Linked DNA regions of Mus musculus: regions 1 and 3 are each linked to region 2. A link is a contact called in public Hi-C data. All regions are on one chromosome and are shown on one strand. The core of a region is the stretch at or near the end of the contact, and the rest is flanking DNA. Distances in the headings are between cores, read along the strand shown. Region 1 overlaps Zfat (zinc finger and AT hook domain containing). Region 2 has its middle 210 kb from the start of 1700012I11Rik. Region 3 has its middle 180 kb from the start of Zfat.

Region 1 (4,035 bases), core at 181-2,680, 730 kb before region 2:
GAGTATTTTAAAGTTTAGCTCACTTAAGTTTTCTATGAAAGACTATACAGGTTATCTCAATAAATAATGGTTTTGCTTAGCATGACCTCTGTGTGACCTATAAAAAGCAGCGCTAACCATGATTCTTACTGCATCCTAAGATATTTATTATGTATGGTCATTTAAAGTATCCTGGGTTGATATGAGATTTTTTTTTTGTATAGTTTGTTTGAATCAAGCTGCAGTATTTTAGTATTTAGTACTTTATATTATTTATGTTCCTTGTAGTCTGTAGAGTCCCCAGTCTGCAGTCTGTTTTCCACACTAGTGACTTCTGGGAGAAACTGAGTTACTTTTCCTATGAAAAGCCTGTGTTGATTTGTCTGGTCATTGCCTTGCAGTGTTTTCTCTGTTCTTCATACTAAAGGTTAACAGAGTCTTAGATCACGGCTTGATCAGATCCAAGTTTAGCTTTTTCAGTAAAAACACTGTCTCATGACACCAAGGAGGCACTTGATGGACATTTCTTAGGTATGCAGGTGCTCCACTGAAGTTTATTTACCTCACACCTGAAGAGCAAAGTGCCGCATCCCCTCTGATTACCACCCTGCTTTTCTGACAGAGGTCTCCATGAATACCATTTCTGAGGTTCTTGGGAGAAGAGTCCAGCTCAAAGGGCTAATTGGAAAGCGAGCCATGAAGTGTCCATATTGTGATTTCTATTTCATGAAGAATGGCTCAGACCTTCAGCGGCACATCTGGGCTCATGAGGGTGAGTTGTCTTTCCATCTGGAACATCTATTTAATTTTATTCTGTGTACATTATTTTGGGATTACATAAAGAGGAAGTTTGCCTTTGCATACCCTGCTGTTGTGATTTCTTTAGCATGTAGATATATGACTCTAGCCAATAGAGATCAGAGATTAAGACCATGACTTTAATTGCAGTTGCAGTTGTGGTTAATAGAGGTGTTTCCCATCTTCTAGCTCTGGATATAACTGTAGTGAATTAGACCACTGTCCTTTGCTTACGGGTTAACTAGTGTCCTGAGAACAGGAAAGCCCATATGTTCTCTGGGCAGTTGCAGTGCCCACTACTCTGCTCTGTATGTAACTAGCATTGAAGAACAATGGAACTATGAAGGATTGGCAGTAAAACGGGCTGCTGGAGGCTTGACATTTTGGCAGTGTGGAGCGTCACTGTTTATACTGTAGAGAGAGGATTGGAAAGTGGAAGGGTTGAGTAGAAAGGTCGCAGTCCAGAGAAGCATAGGGGCTGCTGTGCTCTGGGGGCTTGGCCAGGACTGGAAGTGTTGGACAGCTACTTGCAAAGATTCTGACAAGCTAGGAGTCAAGGGTCTTCTGTCATCGACCTCATTCCTTGCCGCTAGAGGAGAATGTTGCCCTCCTCAGAATGAGGAAGGTGCAAGTGGCAAAGTGCCCTGCTAGTCCTGCGTAATAGTTCCTTCCTGCTTGTCGGGAGCTTGACCACTATAGGCAGGACTGTAGGGTCAGAGGAAGATGGATGGCCAAGTATTTTGCATAACATACTATCAGTGGCAGGGCTCAGGGGAGGAGCTGATGGGCAGAGAGTCAGTGAAGAGAGGAGGCAGTGGACCTGAGGTGCAGTGCTGGAACTGAAAGGTGCTTTCTTGTGTGCCAGCACTTAGTAAGCACTGTGGGCCCAGTGTGTACTTTCGGCTTGCTCATGGTACGCTAGTTAGTGCATTCAGGGACTAGCAAGCCAGGTTAGTTTTACCAGTGAGGAACACGAGGCACAGAACGCTATGAAATGCTCGTGTTGTACAGCCAAAAAGTAGTGGGAACTGGGATTTGGACCCATGCTACATGATTCTAAAGCCCTGTTCTTTACATCTTTACTGACTCGCACTAAGAGAAAGCGATACCTCCCATGTGGAGGCAAGAAAGGAGGAGTTGACAGTGGTGACGAGATGAATACCTATATGTCATTTTCTGAGGGCACTGAAGGAAGTCATTGCTAGGAGTTTTCTCAGTAGAGAAGGAGGCAGAAGCCTTTGTGTGGAGATTGGTTTAGGATGGTGCTCAGGGGAGTCGTCTGGGAGTGGTCAGAGACAGACCACGAACCTGACGCTGATGCAAATCCAGGGAGATGGCAGCCTGAGGATTATAAATCTGTTCCCCTGGGGGATAATGCTTGCATGGCAGACAGAGGTCTGGAGTGGGAGAGCGTGGTTCAGTCTTTCCTTTCTTTGTATGTGACGCAGGATGGGACAAATATTCCATCTTCTGGTCACTTTTCCATGAAACACAATTATAAACTGCCTTGAGATTTGCTGCAGGCATCAGTGAGATGGTCTCCTACATTCCTCAGAAGAAGACCCTGTGTATGTCCAGGCTTAATGTATAGCCAACACTATGCATTCAAGGACACGGGGTGTCAGTATTCCATACCAGGCTTAATGTATAGCCAACACTATGCATTCACAGGACACGGGTGTCAGTATTCCACATTGAACTTCTGGAAGAAATCTCTCAATTTGAAAACCTTCTGAATTCTGAGAAAGGTTTAGGAAACGAAAGGCTGCAGTTTTAGGATGGAGTGTTCATGGCCTGCTCTTTTTCACTTGTCTATGAATTTCTTTATAATGATGGAACTGTAAAGGATAAAGAAAAGCCTACTTACCCACATTACATTATTCGCGAGTCTTTGGAGCTAATCACTGCAATTGCACTGTAAGTATTCTTTCTCCCAGCTCACTCCCAAAATAAAACATGGAAAAAGAGCAGCAGTAGGCAAATGCAAAAGATAAGCATGAAGACTAACAAGAAGGGGCAACATAAGATAAGTCTGGGGACTCTCCATAGTCATAGGTGTTGATCACACGTGAGGAACTTCATTCACACGGTGGGCAGGTGCTCAGAGAGTCTAACAGTTCAAAGAGGTCAAGAAATGCATTTGAGATGAACCACGACAGCAGTTCTCACACTGGCTGGGTGGGGGAAAGCAATACAAGTGGAGTAGGCACAATAGCTTGGGAATAGTTACATGTGAGTCATGCAGAATGTCCAGTGTTTTGTGCTTCTGTTTATGTTATGAATGGGAATATTCTTCCAGACTTGACCTGAGTGCCTGATCCTATTGATTTTTGCAAAGAATGACGTGGCCTATAATTTTATTTAGTTTAACTCAGTTGAGTTGGATTTAATGACTGCTTTGTAAGTTGGGCAGGGTGTCTGTCTTCAGGGAGTTACCAGACTGTAGGGAGAGCAGAGGTGATCAAATCACTGTGGTATGCAAGAGCATTTTGGCAGGAGGGAGCTGTAGGATTACAGAATGCTGATAGGCAGCTAGAACTGTCCTGAAGCCGAGGCTTGGGAACCCTGACTTCTGCGGTATTTCTGTAAGGCGGAACAAGATGAGGTCGGCCAGACATGAGGTGTGCGGACACGTTGGGAGTAAGCAAGTATACTGCTCTGTTCAGTTGGATGTTTTATATGGTGTGAACTGTTCTTTGGGATCCCCACCCATGTTTGCACAGACACGTGTAAATGTACAGCTATCCATTTCTCGTTGGTAGGTGTGAAGCCCTTCAAGTGTTCTCTGTGTGAATATGCAACTCGTAGCAAGAGCAACCTCAAAGCTCATATGAATCGTCACAGCACTGAGAAGACCCACCTCTGTGACATGTGTGGCAAGAAATTCAAATCCAAAGGGACACTGAAAAGTCATAAGCTCCTTCACACGTCTGATGGTGAGTTCCCAAGCTCCAGTGGCCTGTAAGTGCAAGGCTGGAAGCTGGCATGCCAAGGCCAGCAGAGACTGTCCGATCCCGGGTAACAGGAAAACACTAGACTTCACAGGATGTACAATCTGAAAGTGCACGTGGTCCTAGCCTGTCTTTCTTCTCACCAGGGCTAAGCACTGTCTCCCTTCAACATGCTCTGCATAAACCCCTGTGGGATACGTGAGCATGTGTCATAAGCAGGGAGAGGTAGACTGCTGGAGGAAGTAAGATGTTAATGTTTGGTTCTGGAAGTTTCTGTCCTCTTTAGCCTTCCATCTCACCTTGAGCC
Region 2 (4,258 bases), core at 748-3,247:
AATAATTTCAAGAGAACAGAAGAAGGAAAATATATTCATGGTAGAGTCAGTAACAGGGCCTGAAGCACAGTGGGCTTTCAGAAGATAACTGCTTGTGATGATTAACTTTAATTATCAATTTGACACAACCTAGAACCATCTGGGAAGAGTCTCAGTGAAGGGTTTTCTACATCGGATGGGACTATGGACAAGTCTGTGAATGACTGTATTGGTTTTTTACCAAATTAAGGAAGATCCAGCCTGAGAATAGGAGGCACCCTTCCCTAGTTTGGGACCTGAACTGTGTAAGAGCAGAGTAAGTTAGCTGAGACCTATACATTGTTTCTCTCTGTTCTTGGCTGTGGATGTAATATGATTATGTGCTTCAAAGCACTGCCTTGATATCACTGCAAAAAAAAAAAAAAGAACTATAACCTGGGTAAACCAAAATAAACCCTTTTCCAAAAGAGTTGCTCTTTGTTGGTATAATGTATCATAGCAACAGAAATGAAATTAGAAAAATGCTAGTGAAGAAAAAAATAACAGGGTGAATACAGAGACCTCAAGAAAATGTCCTGAGGACATTGTTCTCATAATCTATAATCCTTCTAAAAGCATAAGAAAAGCACTTAAAAACACAGTATGACTTTTAAAGGCATTCAATTAGGTGATCAATTATATTAAGATATAAAATATATGATAATGAGACTGTGCATCTCAGACACAATCAAAGGAGTTATATTTTCTTATCACCCCTAGAATTTCAGTTCTTATTTTCATGCCAAAACTGTTTACTAGTGAACATGGAGGTGACCCATTTCTTTTACTAATTTACACTTATCTAATTCCCTAGTAACTAATAGTCACTCATTTATTCAGTGGACATTGACAGGGGTCTACAGTAACACATGCCAAACAGAATATTTTTTCATCAGATAGCAGAGTGTCCAGGATATGCAATTATGAGGAAGATCAAAGAGTGCACAGTGTCAGCAGATCATCTGCTGGGTGGAAACAGACCTGCATCATCAACCATTATAACTACACTCATGGTGACTGTGAACTTTGAAGGAGGGATTACTTGGGTGATATTAGTGACAGTAGACTTGGCATTATGGTTAACCATAGGCTCCATTTTTTCCTGACCATATGAGTTGGCCACTAGTCACCAGGTAGGTCAGAGATGTCTGCCTTTGGGCATCACTAGAAAGATCAAAAGGCATTCTAGTAGGGACTTCTTTGCAATGTAAGTTCAGAGTCAGGGCCGAGAGCCAGTGGAAGTGAAGCAGGAGAGCAGCTGTCACTATTCTCCAGAGTCCATTAGGAATAAAGTAAATACTTTTTGAAGAAATGAACACACCATGTGTTTTGTGGACTAGGTGGCCAGAATGGAGGTCAGTGGTCCCCTTTGAACCCCACCTATCCCTGCTGGACTCATTCATGCTCTGATTCCACATGCACCAAAATTCCTTTCTTCAGTCTTGCTATCTGTCAACTTCCACAAATCTCATGGAAATCACATCAAGATGTATATATGTATATTTAAAATGCATGCATATGTGCATGAATGCATATATAGGGTTAAAGCAATATATCATTTTAAGTTTTAGTCCAGAACACTGTGATCAAAACTGCTTTTCCCCTCAGATTGAGAATTAATAAATAAGAATAACCATAAAATAGCTAAAATTAAAAAAAAATCATTGGGGTTGGTTTGATATTCCTTCAGAAGGACGAAACAGAAAAATCCCAAAAGCTAGGTATCTTTTCTGAAGAGTTATTGTTTAAAAGCTGACCTCATGTTTTGTAGAGTTTGGTGCTGTAGCTTGTAAACACCTAATGCATCTAATAGTCATCACTTTTGACACAAAAGAGAAGACTCACCTTAAAGGTTTTGTTTGATACCATGAGTCCTCATTCTGTGGAATTTGGTTTTTCTTTTTACTACCTAGCACCAGGCCTTGCACTGGCAATTATACAGTGATTTTTCACAAGGTCCAGTAGGTGGCGCAAGAGAGCAGGCACTCTGGCCAGTGGCTACAGTGAGGCTTTGGACAAGTTGGAAGCTGACACCTGAATGTTAACTGTCCTCCTCAATTAGGTCAGTCACACATCCATTCAAAGCACATATTACTTCTGTAGTCCTGGCTTGAGGTTTGGGCAGATACACTGACTCTCCGAGTCTCAAAGAACAAGGCCTGACTAGAATTTACTACCTATACAAACATCTTAAAGTTCCATTCTTTTAAGGGACTATGGAGGACGGGTAGATCTTGTTAGGTAAGGGAAATGGAATGGTTATGGATGGATAGGGGGGAAGGATGGAACCAGAGAATCAACTTGGGAGGGGGAGGAGAGAGGGAGACAAAGGAGGGATTATGGGAAAGACAGGGGGACCATTTGAAGGGAAACCTATTATAGTAGAAGCCTCCTAAAATATGTGCATATATGAAGACAATGTAAATAAAATATCCAAGTAACAGGGAGAGAGACCCCCAAGTGAAGATCTCCTGTCACTCAATGAAGCTCCCAGTACTATGATTGGCTTACATCTAATTGAGTTGTTGGTTAAAAGGTTTCCATGAGAACCTGCACACAACCCAGGCTGTTGCCAAGAGAAGTTGGCTCTCCACAAACTGACAGCTAAAGACAACACCAATACAACTCGGGGAACATGAAGTTGAGTTGGTGTCTAACACACAGCCTTAATCCCTATGTTCTGGCATCTTTGCTGCAGTACAGTAGTACTCTGTACACTACCAAAAGAGACACAGAAACACAAACCCAGCCACAAGTGCTTTGATCTACAATACTGTTGTGCCTATGAGATATGTTAGGGCAATGGTGGCAGAAAGTTTCTGGGAGTAACAAGCCAACATCTAATTTGACTGATTCCATCAGATGGAACCCTTACCAATACTGCTTAGGTGATTAAGAACCTGAAATACACACACACACACACACACACACACACACACACACATGCGCACGGGCACGCAAAAATGTTCATTGCAATGAGGCATTGGTCATTGGTCTGTTTCAAGGCCTCTGGCTTCTGCTACATCATCAATACTGTACCCTCACTGAGACTCCTCTTGGATATCCTGTCGTTACCCTGTGTCACGGAGAACCTGCAGCTTTGGCTCTGCAGGACTGGTCCCTTCATGAGCTCCAGCATTTTATGGATGGAGTCGATATCTGAATAGGCCAACTCAAAGCCCTGGATCTGGGCCTGGGTGGTAGCTGAATTGCTCTTCTATACTTGCACCACCAATGCCAGCTTTCCAGCCCAGGTGAGAGGAGGGTCTCCTTCTGTGCATCTATGGACATCCACATGGCCCCAAGCAGCAGCCTAGAGCAGAGAGGTTCCAATGGCTTTAAGAAGTAACATGGGCCATGAGTATCAACTCAGACCTCTACTGATGCAGAGTCATGGACCCATACTCTGTGGCAGCATGGGCCTGAACATCACCATGGCCTCTGGCAACAAGGACAGGATACTCACATCAGGCTGTTTCTCACTATTCTCGTGTCTCCACTTTAGTCTTTCTTCATAGTGAACAAACAGCTCCTCTTGTCTTTCTCTTTCACCTCTTCACCGTGTACTTGACCATTGTATTGGTGACTGACCATGTCACATGGAGATAGTTACTCTTAAGCTGAGGTTGACCTGGGAGTTTATTATGTAGCCCAATCTGGCCTAGAACGCTTAAGGATCTTCCCATCTCAATGTCCCACATTACAATCATGATCTACCAAACCTACTTATGTTAGAACTTGTCTAGTCACTCACTCACTCACTCACTCACTCACTCACTCACTCATTCATTCATTCATTCATCCACTCATTCACTACTTGTTTATTCAAAATATAAGTGTTCCGGATACTGGCACAGGTAAGTTGCAATCAGTGGCTTCATTTAATTATGTATCCAGCACCAACTACATGTAGATCTCTGCTGACTCATGTGCCCATTTCATGGAGAAAAGGCTACAGAAACCATAATCAGTTTATCACATCTCATCTAGTGAGTGAAAGCCTTGTGCCTGGGCTTCAGTCTTTGTGGCAGCTATGACTGAGGAGGTCTCCTTCCCATAGCATCTTTGACTGCAGACAGCGCTTTTCTAGAACCAATGATGGTTTACTTAGCAAATGCATTCATCACTAGGTATAACCTCTCAGGCTATGATAATGGGATGTTTTGAGAGCCAATTCCTCCGTAGATTCTGGCTGCAGCTCCAGTTCAGTTACTAATCATTGTCTGTTTTGTACAGACCC
Region 3 (3,855 bases), core at 848-3,347, 640 kb before region 2:
GGGTTCCTTCAGCAAAATATTGCTGGCATATGCAATAGTGTCTGGGTTTGGTGGCTGATTATTAGATGGATCCACAGGTGGGGCAGTCTCTGGATGGTCCATCCTTTCCTCTTAGCTCCAAATTTTGTCTCTGTAACTCCTTTCATTGGGTATTTTGTTCCCTATTCTAAGGAGGAATGAAGTATCCACACGTTAGATACTTGATTTTCTTGTGTTTTGCAAATTGTATCTTGGGTATTCTAAGTTTCTGGGCTAATATCCACTTATCACTGAGTGTAGATCAAGTGACTTCTTTTGTGACTGGGTTACCTCACTCAGGATGATATCTTCCAGATACATCCATTTGCCCAAGAATTTCATAAATTCATTGTTTTTAGTAGCCGAGTAGTACTCCATTGTGTAAATGTACCACATTTTCTGTATCCATTCCTCTGTAGAGGGACATCTGGGTTCTTTCCAGCTTCTGGCTATTATAAATAAGGCTGCTATGAACATAGTGGCGCATCATCACCCCCTTCTAATACCATCATTTCATCAGCATTTCAAATTCTGGAGTGCTCCCAAACCAGTTGCAGAGATGGGAAACATGCAAAGTTCATCAAGTCACCCCCAACATGCAGACATGCTTGGGCATGCAGGGAGGGGCAGGGGGGGAAAGACAAAGACAGAGAGACAGAGATATGAAAAGCAATGTGAATGAACATACCATATCAAAGTGTGGGATGGTGGAGCAATCTGTGTTATATGTGTGCAAACAGGCTCAGAAAACAGGGGACATATCCCATGATGAGAGCAAGTAGGTGCTTCCATTGAGAGCTATGTACCCGCAATGAGGGTTTGGGTAAGGCTTGTCCCTGCTATGTCATCTTCTTGTTGCCTTCAGTTCTTGCGGCTGCTGACCTTACCACCTACTGTTAGAACAGGACAGGAGGGACTCAGAAGGAGACTTTAGGAAGCCACCCCTGCAGCAAGGACCAGCCCCTTTCACTGTGGTCCTCCGCAGAGACACAACTATTCTGTTAGTGTAAGTTGGGCATCAGGAGCCTCCATGGCCTGCAAAAGGAAAGCATCCATCCATAGTTGAGGACACCGTTGATCTAGATGTCTGTTCTGGTCCTCCATGATGTCATAACTCACCCCAAACTGCCTTTGCAGTGAGCAATAATTTTGTTGGAATATTGGCAAATCTAAGGCCATCCCTTCACCCCTGGGAAGTTTTCATAGGAGCCGACTGTGTGTTGGTCCACAAAGGGCGATCCTCCAAATGAGCTGGCTCTTTCAGTGACTGAATCTACACTCTAGAACTGGACATATTTAGTGAACGTAATTTCAGGTAGGTGAACTTGTATGAGTGGGATGCTGTGAACCAGAAACCCTTAGGTGGGGAATGTGTTAAGTGCCTTATACTTGCACCCAATTAGCACTGACCTTGTCTGTGGGAGGCTGGACAGAAAGATGAGAAGAACCCAGCATGTACTCTCTTGTCTACATTCAGTTCACCTAGACAATGTTTGACCTCTCTGGAGGACAGGATTCTGGTTGAATAGAAGGTTAAGTTTGTTGTACCCAACCCTAGACCTCCCACTCTTATCCCTGGAGGATGTTACAGGCTAATGGGAGAGAAGAATACCCCACTTGTGGAAGCCAGTATGCTGCCAAGAAGTCCCCTCACATATGATTGAGTTCTTTGGGAGTCCTAGTGAAAGGCAAAGACCTACTGATATGTTTGGCAAAACATGATATGATGTGAAAGGAGGGTGGGAGGATGTGAACCCCGAGGTACCAGTCATATGACAGATCTATGAAGTTTATTTTGAGTCATGAGAAAGGGGTTGAGAAGGAGGTAGAGGCAGAGAGAGAGGAAACAGAGGACAGAAGAAGAGAGGGGGAGGGGGAGGGAGAGGGAGAGAGAGATTGAGATTTAAGCTGAGAACCGAGCAATGATGTTCACAGTGGTGTGTCCAGTTCCAGCTCCCCTCCCATACTCTTCTAGCATCTGAAGGTACAACTTGGAGATGGATATGTATGTGGTCCAAGGGGCACAGAAGTGCAAAGGAGGAATGCCATTGTCTGAGACAATGGGCCACCAGTAGGGGGAGCTAGAATTCCCTTGGTTGGTCCAAGCTGACAAACCCCAGGCTGGTGTTTGCAGACTACTAGTATAGAGGACCTCTTGAGTGTCCAGGAGAGTGAGAGGAGGTAGAGCCATTCTCTGCCTCTAGAGCAACTCCATTTCAGCCTGCAGCCTGGTGTATAAGAAAAGGACTTGGGATCCTAGAAGTCCTACATTCCTGCTTGAGCCTTCCTGGCAGTAAGCCTTTTATTGGCTGGGCTTCAGTGTCTTCCTCTGGAAAGTGGAGGCACTCAGGCATTTGTGGTCATTCATTATACAGATGGAGATAAGAGCTCAGATCTTTCTAGGGCCTCCTATGATGCAGAGCACAACCTTAATGAATCCCACTGCGAGGACCAAAGGCCATCCCACTGAGATAGACTGAGAATTCAAGCCAGAAGTCTTGAATCTTTTCCCCAATTATGCTATGGACCATGAGTGACCCTAAAAAGTCTCCTCGGGACTGAGTTTCTCTTCGCAGGTTACAACTTTGTAGCCTGAGATGTATTTCTTTACTACAAAGACCTTCAGTTCGCTTGCTCAGAAATGAGTGTTTTCACTCTGTAGGGCTAAGGCAATGATTAAGTATAACTACTGTAGAGCTTGCCAGCTAGTATGTAGGCTGTAGCTATATATAGTATGTATGCTCACTATTTGACATATATCTACATGGTCTGCTCTAAGATAGTATTTTGGGTCTTGTGGAGCTGGAAGGACTCCTGATAGAGCCTTGGGCCACTGCAGTCCTATAGAGACCAACAAATACTTTCCTATAAAGAGCCAGCCAGACGTTAAATTCTGTAAGCAACACTGTCTCTGCTGCAACCACTCCTCTATGCCACTCTAACATAAAAGCAGCTGTGTCAATGAGTAAGCTCAATTGCATTCCAACACAACTTTATTTATAAATGTTGGAGATGGCCCAACTTTGGCCCACAAATAATAGTTTGTTGACCCTGTCCTAGACACTTGGGTCTACAGGGTCAGATCGTTAAAAGCTGCAGATATATTCATGGTTTTTTTTTGTATTTCCAACAGCCAAGAACTTTCACTGTCAAAAATCTGACACAGTTTTTACCTAGGTACCTTTCAACAAGAACCCCCTGGTGCCATTGGTTGAAGATGCCAGTCCTCCCTGCTTGAAGAATGGGAGAGAAGAGTTGTACTCTGGAGCTGCCCCAGGCCCCTGAGGGTTGCCCTTATGTCTAGGTATCCATTTCCTGCTTGAGGAAGGAAAGTAGAGTATATAGACATCCTGATAATTTGTTTTTATTATTATTATTATTATTATTATTATTATTATTTATTATTATTATGAATGAGTCAGTCATATCTGCTTTAGTGGCTTCTAATTCCTTTAATGGTGCTCTGAGGAAAATAAGACAGTGGTAGAAGGGGAATATCCTGTAACCAAAGTGCTGAAACACTAAAAGGGTTGAATGTGTCCGTGTCTCTAGCTGCATATGTAGCAGAAGATGGCCTAATCAGCCATTATTGGGAGGAGAGTCCCTTGGTCTTGTGAAGATCATATGCCCCAGTACAGGGGAATGCCAGGGCCAGGAAGAAGGAGTGGGTGGGTTGGGTAGTAGGGCGGGGGGGGGAGGTATAAGGGACTTATGGGATAGCATTTGAAATGTAAATGAAGAAAATATCTAATAAAAAAAAAGAAAAAGGGGTTGAATGATTGAAGCAAGGTGAGGCGGAGGTATTGTCTGTGGATCAAGTAGCCCTGTTCTCTGTTC

Evidence for each region. A called contact is a pair of places that touch in the nucleus more often than the background predicts.
Region 1: a contact with region 2 is called in a Hi-C map of bone marrow-derived macrophages, with 13 read pairs. The contact joins two enhancer-like sites.
Region 3: a Hi-C map of bone marrow-derived macrophages shows a contact between it and region 2, with 17 read pairs. The contact joins two enhancer-like sites. A contact is called at or near these places in 1 of 15 datasets of contacts at CTCF or cohesin (large pre-B cells), 13 of 484 Hi-C or Micro-C datasets (B cells, the BV-2 cell line, bone marrow-derived macrophages and 7 more) and 1 of 115 datasets of contacts at active chromatin or transcription factors (bone marrow-derived dendritic cells).

Annotation. Positions count from the first base shown.
Region 1 is chr15:68,165,431-68,169,465 of GRCm38.p6, reverse strand. It overlaps Zfat (zinc finger and AT hook domain containing), which reads left to right. Exons shown (of 16, transcript NM_001145888.1): 9 at 602-751; 10 at 3,540-3,713. Among named protein-coding and RNA genes, the nearest start is that of Zfat, 91 kb to the left of the region's middle. Within about 2 kb of position 1,430, at least 29 of the 459 cell types and tissues checked have an H3K27ac peak or open chromatin away from gene starts, as enhancers often do. A contact at or near this core is called in bone marrow-derived macrophages, where this site is marked.
Region 2 is chr15:67,432,225-67,436,482 of GRCm38.p6, reverse strand. No RefSeq gene overlaps it. Among named protein-coding and RNA genes, the nearest start is that of 1700012I11Rik, 210 kb to the right of the region's middle. Within about 2 kb of position 1,997, at least 7 of the 459 cell types and tissues checked have an H3K27ac peak or open chromatin away from gene starts, as enhancers often do. A contact at or near this core is called in bone marrow-derived macrophages, where this site is marked.
Region 3 is chr15:68,075,828-68,079,682 of GRCm38.p6, reverse strand. No RefSeq gene overlaps it. Among named protein-coding and RNA genes, the nearest start is that of Zfat, 180 kb to the left of the region's middle. Within about 2 kb of position 2,097, at least 9 of the 459 cell types and tissues checked have an H3K27ac peak or open chromatin away from gene starts, as enhancers often do. A contact at or near this core is called in bone marrow-derived macrophages, where this site is marked.